Regions from separate parts of the Mus musculus genome. Here region 2 is linked to region 1. Evidence: chromatin contacts called from public promoter capture Hi-C data. All regions are on one chromosome and are shown on one strand. The core of a region is the stretch at or near the end of the contact, and the rest is flanking DNA. Distances in the headings are between cores, read along the strand shown.

Region 1 (4,127 bases), core at 891-3,390:
TGCCTCTCCCATCTCTGCCAGCCCTGCAGTGTTCAAAGGGCTGCCTAGTCTGGCTTGGGTGCCCCTGCCAATTCTGCCCAGCCCACAAGCTTATACATCAGAACAGCTGATTCCTCTGCCTATTCAAATTCTGAAGTGACAACACGGTCTGAAAATCTAGCCCTCTAAAGAGTGGCAGGCAGTCCCTGACTAGAAGGAGCATTCTAACAATCCACTGAACACTCGGAAAGGAAAATCCCAACAGTCCACAACCCTAAGATCCCCAGACACGGAGAACCACCAGGAGCCTGAAACCCGGCAGTGGTATGCCTATCCAAGTCACCACTTTCTACCTTAAAAAAACACCCCGTGCCACCGGCCCTACAGGCCAAGCTTTACCTTTCTGAACATGGATGATGTCTGGGAAGTTGGCCAGGTGCCCCTGATACAGTGCTAACAGGTCCATGACTGGGTCCAGGTCCTGCCTGGGCTGCTCAGCGAAGAGTTCGCCGATGGCGTCGTAGGCGTCTCCAGTGAAGGCAATGGCCTGATTCAGACCCACGGAGAAGGCCTGCTGATCCAGCTCAAAGGCTTGGCTGAGACCCCGGAAGGACTGGCCCACCTTCTGATACTCCTTCTTGAAGCCAGTCACCTGCTTGCGCGCAAACTCGTTGGCGGTGTGGTTGAGCTGCAACGCACTGTCGTCCATCTTCTTGGTGAAGCATTTGAAGCCATCTATCTTGCTCTCCACCTCCTGCAGGTCCAGGGCGGCGGCAGGTGGGGTGCTCAGAGTGAGGAAGAAGTTGGCGCCCACCATCTCATCCTTCTCAGCCTTCCGCTTACCCTGTTTCCAGGCCTTCTCATCAGTGCTGCTGGGGCAGGTCAGGAAATGCTGGAAGACGTCGCACTGCGCCAGCACCGGGTGGCTGGCCATGTGGTTCATCCACCAGATCAGACCCTTCCTGCGTTTGGAGATGAAGTCCTCTTCGAAGCGCCCGGTGGCCTGCTTCTCAGGCAGATGGGGCACCGAGATGACTGGGAATTTCTCCGCCAGGCGCGCATACAGCCAATCGAAGTGCTTATAGCGCCTGTGCACGGGCACCTGGGTATGCGTGGGCACCAGCTTGTAAGAGATGTAGCTCTTCATGCCCTTGAACTTGGTCTGCTTGGTGGGGTCGTCGATGGTGCACTGGAAGGGGTAGGGGTTCTCCTGCCACTCGGGGCCGTAGGGACCCAGCACCACGCACAGCTTGTCCCCATCCTTCACGAAGCCTGACGCCTCTCCCAGCACGAAGGCCTCCCCGCCCGACTTGACGAAGGTGGAGAAGCGATTGAGGTTGCGGCTCACCGTGGCCGAGCTCTTGGCTCCAGACGCTTGGTGCGCCGGGGGCGCCGAGACGCCGCGGGAGCCCAGAGACAGGTCCGAGCGGGTGGACAGGCGGTAGCGGCCGGCCGCACCGCCGCCCGCCGACGACGAGCCGTCGAGGTCCGGGTACGCGCCGCTGCCCAGCGCGCCTGGCTCATCGGCCACCGTGGAGCTGTCGTCCCACTCGTCGTCCCAGTCATCGTCGCTGCCCAGGCTGGCCTGGTATCCACCGTAGAGCTGCTGGGGCGACGGCTGCAGGGCGCCCCCGCCGTAGGGAAAGCCGGCGCCCGGCGGCTGGAAGGAACCGGGTGACGCCTGCGGCTGCAGCAGCGGCGGGAAGGCGGCGGGTGGCGCGGCGGGCAGAGGCTCGAAGCCGCCGGGCGGCACGTTGGCGTAGCGGGCCGGAGCTCCCGGGCCGCCGTCGGCCGGAGGGCCAGGCTCCGGCGCACGGATCACCTGCACGTAGGAGGCCGGGAAGAGGCCGCGGTCGCCGCGGCTGTTGATCCCTTCGAGCCAGCCCTCGATGTCCTGCTCGCTGCACAGGCTCAGCACCTCGTGCTCCCGCAGGGAGATCTCACCGGGGTTCTCGGACTTAAAGTCGTAGAGCGCCCGGGCGCGCAGCGCCATGGTCCCGAGCCCGGCGCCCCGAGCTCGGGCCGGTCCGAGGGCCCCTGCAGTCAGGATCCCCCCCCCGAACGCCGAAGGGAAGCCTGGAGGGCAGCGCACCGGTCCGCTCCCCGCTCCGCTCTCGCCCTCCGTGCAGCTCGGCTCGGCTCGCAGCAGCGACTGCAACTCGGGGCCGCCGCCGGCCGGGGGCGGGGCCCGGAGCGCCCACGTCCCCAGCAGAGCTAATCCATTGCCGAGAGCCGCGTGCCAGACGAGAGCAAGCGACGGCCGAGCAGCCGTGCCTGCGCCGACTCTGCGGCCGCCGCTGCCACCTTGTGGCGGCTACGGAAAAGGCGCGCGCTTGAGTGACCACGTGGTGGGTGGGAGGCTTTCAGAAGTGAATTATCTGAAATTGTTTAGATTTGTACGTTAGAAAATGTGGGGTAGGGTTTTTTTTGTTGTTGTTCTTTTTTTGTTTTTTGTTGTTTTTGGGGTTTTTGTTGTTGTTGTTTTTAAATAGATTATTTATATCTACGATAGCCAGCTGTTACTTCTCAGAGTAAATGCTCTTAAAATGACCTTAACCCAAGCTTGTAATAAAGGCGTTCACAAAGAAGATTAGCTGTTGCACTGATAAGTACGTCTTTGCCAGGGTTAATGTGTAGTAACTCACAAGATCCTCATCTTGTCACTAAAGGTGCGGTTCCCTTCCTTCCTGTACTCTCTGATCTTGTACACAAGGAGTGGAGCCTGGAACAAAGCTGGAATTCGGGAAGATCCTTGTTTGACCAGAGGCAAGGGTGGTGCAGGGAAAGAGAGCTGAGAAGTCTCCAGTGAACGTGCAGAGTTGGGTGCTAGCACACGTGCAGCGAATGAAAGCTCAGGCTTCAGGGCCCAGGGCGCAGGAGCCAGGCTCGGTTCTGGCTCTGACTGGCTGTATGACCTTGAGCCTGTCACTTGCGCTGTCCTTATCTCTGAGAGTTTGTGGATTGTGTGATAATGGCTTTCTTATCTTACAGGTGACTGAAGTGAAATGCTAATATACTCGGTAAGCACTGTCCACTTGTTGGCTGCGGCTGTTATGAGGGGAAACGCGATCTCTGGCCTCTTTTCTAAGAGAGAAAGAAGGGTCCTAGAACTAGTTATAACTAGAGCTGTCATAGGTGTGGTACGCAACAGGCTTACAACTTTACACTTCCTCCTAGGTCATTGACAAAACCTCTCCTTTTCAATAAATTTATGTTAAGTAGATCAAAAATCACTTCCTGAGAGTTTAATAGACGTATGTCAATATCCCGTGGTTGCCTTGTTTCAAATCTTTTCCTTCAATATGTAATTTGCCCAAGGCTTATTTTCTCACGCTCCGCTTACTGAGTCTAGCCTAATCCTTTGAGGATACCTCTAACTGGAGTTCTACAGTCACGTGTCATGAATTTCCGCCTGCCCTCTGACCCCTTCTATGGCAATCCAGCAATCAGACCAGAAGATTCCATTCTCCTAAGCACGGCAGCTAACTTAGCATCCTGTTCAAAGCCACTAACGAAAGTACACCACACTCGGCACCCGCACTGGGCCTCCTATTGCACAGCCTTAACTCAATCTCCTGAGCTCTTTCTGAAGTGCAGCAAGCACTTTCAGCTCAAAATTCCGAATGTGACGATTGTCGTGGAGACCAATCAGTGAGATTCAACTTGCCATAGTCGGAAACATAAAGTCAACACCAACTGAACAGCTTAAATTATGTATGATCCATGAGATATTCACCTCGGATGGTCCAGATAAAACACAACGGATTAGTCAGTAGTAAACTTTAAATTCGAGAGTTAGTTACAGTAACTTCAGGCTTATCTCAGGTATAATGATTCCATGAGTTTACGTGAAAGTCTGTTCAAAAGGGTTGTGCAACTGCAGAAGCGATTGCTAAGGGTCTCCGCGTGTTGGGGGTGTGTGTGTGGGGGGGAATAGTGATACCCCGAGTGCGCATGCTCTCTACCCCCAGTGCGCATGTTCTAAGTGTGCATGGCTCTGTGAGTGCTCAGCCTCGGAGAGAAAGGTTACAGACTTGCGTTCTTGAGGAATCAGGCTTTGGGAGGGAGGGGACCAAAACTGCCACGGTGCTTGGCCCTGTGGTCAGAATGGTAGGAAATACTCTACCCTAAGATGGTCTTGGATATGG
Region 2 (4,563 bases), core at 672-3,171, 3.4 Mb after region 1:
CCCAAAGGAAAAGCCATCCACGCCAGCTTCATATAACTCTCCAAAATCTTTTCTACAACTAAATGTGAAAACCAAAATAACCACTCCTTTGCGGAGGAAAAAAGAAAAACGCCTGGGGAACTGGGAAGACCACGTGTTTATGTCAACCTTCAGGAAAATGGAAAAAAGAGACACGTTGGCAAAATAAGCACTGGTGGCGATCAAACTATTTTGTGACATCTTTTTATGTCTTTCACATATTTCACTCCATGCTCAATGTACCAATTTTGCACGGTGTCGCCTGTGTCAAATCCAGAACGCCTAAAGAGCAATCTACTACTGAAGCAGAACACTATGTGGAGTTCTGCTCATCCTCTGTTAGCTTAAGAAGAAAAAAAAAACTTCAAACATATTTATTTTCCCTCTTCTATATAAAATCGGGAGACAACTGGCGAGGAATGCAGCTAGATAGCAGTCCCAAGATTAAACAAACAAGCAAAAAAATACCCAAACACGGAAGACACCAGGAACAAAGGAAACACAAGCGTGTGAACAGGAAATGAAGCAACTCTATACACATAAATACCTTTTGGGGCCGCCAACGTAGGTGAAAGTAAAGGTGGAGTCTGAGTATCTGAAATCTGAAACGGAAAGTCGTGTTATAAGCCACCCCATGTGTTGTTTTTAACCCCAATTCTGTCTTGAACCTACACTTTTGTGTGAGCCTAGGAGGCCCGATGGGGAGGGAAGCAAAGGCTGGAGAGCTAGGGGCCGCCAGCAGGGTGGTGCAGGAGGGGATGCGGAGCACCCCGTGGGGTGCAGCGGGAGGCCGCCCCCCGCAACAAGTGCCGGGTGCCATGGCAACAGCGGGAAATTCCCAGCCAAGCAGCCGGAAGCAGCCCCTGGCAGGCTTCGGGCTGCGAAGCCCGAACTGCCCTCGGCCTTGGATGGGGGGGTGGGAGGACGGGGAGCAAAGATGGACGCAAAGCGACCCCCAGGTTGGGCCTGCGTAGCTCGGGAACCCCGGGAATCCATCCATCCCTTCCCCGGGGCGGTGTCCTGCGCGCTCGCCGAGGAGCGGGTGCAGCGGAGGGGGCGGGAGCTCGGCCCAGCGCTGCCTTCTCCCGGGGCCTCGGCGCCTGGCGGGAGCAGCGCAGCGCAGCGCAGCGCAGCCGGTCCCTTCCCGGCCGCCGCCGCTCGGCCGATGGCGCAAAGCCGCCGGGCTCTAGCCCGCCCCGCTCGGCCACGGCTGCCGAAGCCGGGAGGCAAAGCTCGGATGCTCTGGGCACCGCCAATGGCTGGAACCCAGCGCCCGGCCCCTGCACTCTGATCGCGCGGGTCCTGCCCCAGGAGCCGGAGACTGCCCTGGCCTGGTGGGGTTTTTTGGGGGGGAGGGGGGTGGCTCGTGCCCCCCTCCTCTTTGGGTTTCAGCTCACGCCGCTGCAGCTATTTCCAAATGCACCCGGAATGGGGACTTGCCGCCCCACACTCCCAAGCTACACGCGTCGCGGTCAGAAATCTGGGCAATGGGGGTAGACAGAGGGGAGGCTGACTCCTGGTCCCAGGATCCGAGAGGCAAGAACTCACCTGCAAACAGGCAGTCTTTCTCGGCTCTTGACTTCTGGATCACGACGTCGATATCCTTCTGAATTCTCTCTTGCCTTGAACACATCCCCATTAAATAAATCCCTGGAAAAGAAGCAGCCGCTATTTCCACTCCACCCCACCCCCCTCGCACGCTTCCAGCTTTCGTAAATATTCAGTTAAAAATGAAACCTCTGGCCGAGGCAGGGGCTGAAGGCGAAGTGGTTTCGGAAGTGATCCCGGGTGAGAGAGGAGGAGGAGGTGGAGGAGGAGGAGGAGGAGGAGGTCGGCTTTGCATTCCCAGATGTGACCGCCCAGCTGCTGCTCGCCGCTGCTGGATTCCAATTTCCTCCTGTTCTGACAATGGATGGTGATGACACGGAGTCTCACTTTCTCCCTCCCCCCCCACCCCCGCCCGGACTGACGGCCGTAGGAAAACGAGGGGCCCGAAGGGGGCCGGGGACCGCTGGAGAGCGATCGGCAGCTGTGGAGCGGCAGGCGCCGGAGAGGGGCGAGCCCCGCTCCGACTCACGCGCGCACACCCCTCGCGGCCCGCACGCCGGCCTTCCCACACCCGCGCACACTCGCGCCCGCGGGCGGCGGCCGTGCCCAGGCTGCTGCAGCGCCGCCCGCCAGCCGCAGACCCTCCCGCACCCGCCGCGGGTCACCGGGCCCGGCTGCGCGCCGCTGGGGCTTTAATAGTATCCGCCATCCGCGCAGGCTGGATTTCCCCACCCCCGACTGCCACTCGAGCCGGGAGCTGAGTGACAGTGTAGGTAGTGAAGACTCCCTGGAGCTCCCAGCCTCTCCCGCACCACCACCACCACCCCTCCTCTTTCCACCACTTTTATGAATTCGACTCCACTTTCAGAAGGAATTATGAGTCATATGGAAACCCAAGCCGGAGTGGCTGGGAGGAAGAAAGAGGGGGAAAAGAAAAAAAAATCTTTACGAATTAAAAATAAAGTGAACAAGTCTTTCCTTGTAATCACATCAGGCAAAGGGAGAAAGGCTGGAGATCACTCTAGGAGGACTCTCCCATTTCCTTATTGCCTTCTTTTTTGGTGGTGAGGTGATGGGGGTTCTTTTATTGTTTTGCTTTGCTTTTGCTTCTCAGGGTGGTTTGTTTGTTTGTTTGTTTGTCCCAGGTTTGAGAAGCTCTTTTGAAAATGAAGCCCTTTCTAGACTCCAAAGACTCTTGTTCTTCCTTTCCAGCTCTGTTCATAAGAAATTGGCCTGAGGGGACTCCCTAAGTCAGGGATACCTGGCTTGGGTCTTATTCAAAACCTCAGCCTTCTGTGGGCTGAGGCAAGGGAAAGTTTCTCCAGCCCTAATACCTTGCGCAACAAGGAAAACCATACTGTCCGCTCTCTATTGCCCTGCTTTAAGCTTATGATGGTTGGTCCACCTTTTCTGCCGCAAGGAACCTGAACCCGCTCCACCAAGCTCTTTTCTTTAGCATCGTTTCTGAGAAGTGTCCCCCAGGCAGACCATAGGTATATTGTTTTGCATTCTAAGACCAAGCAGTGTCTGGAATATAGGAGGTGTTATCAATCATGTTGTCCGGAACCTTTTAATCTTCCCGATAGGAATAGTGAGTAGGGGAAGCTTTTCCTGTGCTGGCAAGCCTGAGTCAGTACCCTGGAGCCTAGGGGCTGAACAGACACGCCCAGAAGAGTATTAGAATTTCAAACCCTTTTCAAGGCAGAGACTGACTGCTGGAAACACTCAGGCTGGAGGCTTATGGTATATATCCAGCCTTTTAACATCATCTGTATTCTCACGCTTTTCCTCTTGTAATCCTCAGTTTCCGACAGCCTTTAGTGACGGCAGAAGACAGCATACATCCCACAGCAGTTAGGTGGGGCTTTGCAGGGTTAAAGCTCTCCTTTGAGCCTGGCCTTGGACACAGTGATCCTTAACCTAACTACAGAGACAGGTCACTGTGAGACTGGTCTGAGGCCTGTAGCTGCTCAGATCCATATCCCTTGAAGCTTGAGAGCTCTGGGGATCTCATCCACAGAGCACCCAAGGCCTTCGCTTTCCCTTCGCTGCCTTGCTTGAAGAGACTTCACTAAGGGTTAACGTTGTAATAAAGTGAGCCAAATAATCTGATTATATAGCCAGGAAAGAAAAGCACATGTATGAACCAATCCTGGCAGTTCCTCCCTCATACGGGACCATGTGGGCACCAATCGCAGGCCTGAGGATCACTAGGGAAACTAGTCTCCAGCTGATAGTGGGTGGAGAAGGCTTCAAGGTTATCTAGAGTTTACCAAGGCGTGAGGCAGCAAGAGATCCAGTGCTATTTGAAACACTTGAGTCCGAGGCCGTGAGGTTAGGAGTTAAGAGTTACGCTTCACTTTGGTAGCTGGGTTGCTTCTTCCATCCCAGAGGCAAGGAGCAGTGGTGCTTTGCAGTAAAGCTTCCTAAAGCCTCCAGGAGTATTCGGAATGGCACATGGCTAGGATGCGAGTATTTGGGCTGGCTGCTCGGCTGATAATCCTTTGCTTAAGGCAGCCAGACAGCAAGGCAAGGTATTGCAAGCTTAAGAGTTAAGGTATCAACCTATCCTAGTTCTCTAGGTATCGTTAAAAGGGATGGCAACAAAGCCCCTTGCCCATAACATGTATTGAACAGTGTTGCAACAATGCTTAACTCCTGTAAGTGATGCCTATTAGAGAGGTAGGTTCTTCTACCTCTCCATCTACATTGTTCCTTGCAGCCTTTCTCTATAAGGCACGCCAGTTTCAGACAGCTTCTTTATTAGCCGAGTTCCTACGAGGAATTGAAATGGCTCAGAGTCTTCCTGGGTCCCGTTCTGAGCCTGTGAGTGTTGACAGGAGACTTAGTAAGACTGATATGGTCCTCCCTGACAGATGGAACTCTGCCTCACAGAAAATAAGTTTCATCCCAACTACTTCTCCTGGCAGACAAGAACCATTCCATCTTGGACAGCCATCCCCACTGAAGCTAAAGAACACAGCTCCACATTCCTTA

What was found. Promoter capture Hi-C pulls out the DNA fragments that hold promoters and counts their contacts.
Region 2: a contact with region 1 is called in a promoter capture Hi-C map of pre-B cells. The contact joins the promoter of Parp8 here to the promoter of Snx18 in region 1.

The regions. Positions count from the first base shown.
Region 1 is chr13:113,616,424-113,620,550 of GRCm38.p6, forward strand. Snx18 (sorting nexin 18) reads right to left here and starts at 2,141. Exons shown (of 2, transcript NM_130796.4): 1 at 379-2,141. The coding sequence starts at 1,972.
Region 2 is chr13:117,023,610-117,028,172 of GRCm38.p6, forward strand. Parp8 (poly (ADP-ribose) polymerase family, member 8) reads right to left here and starts at 1,922. Exons shown (of 27, transcript NM_001081009.2): 1 at 1,756-1,922; 2 at 1,567-1,668; 3 at 566-620. The coding sequence starts at 1,657.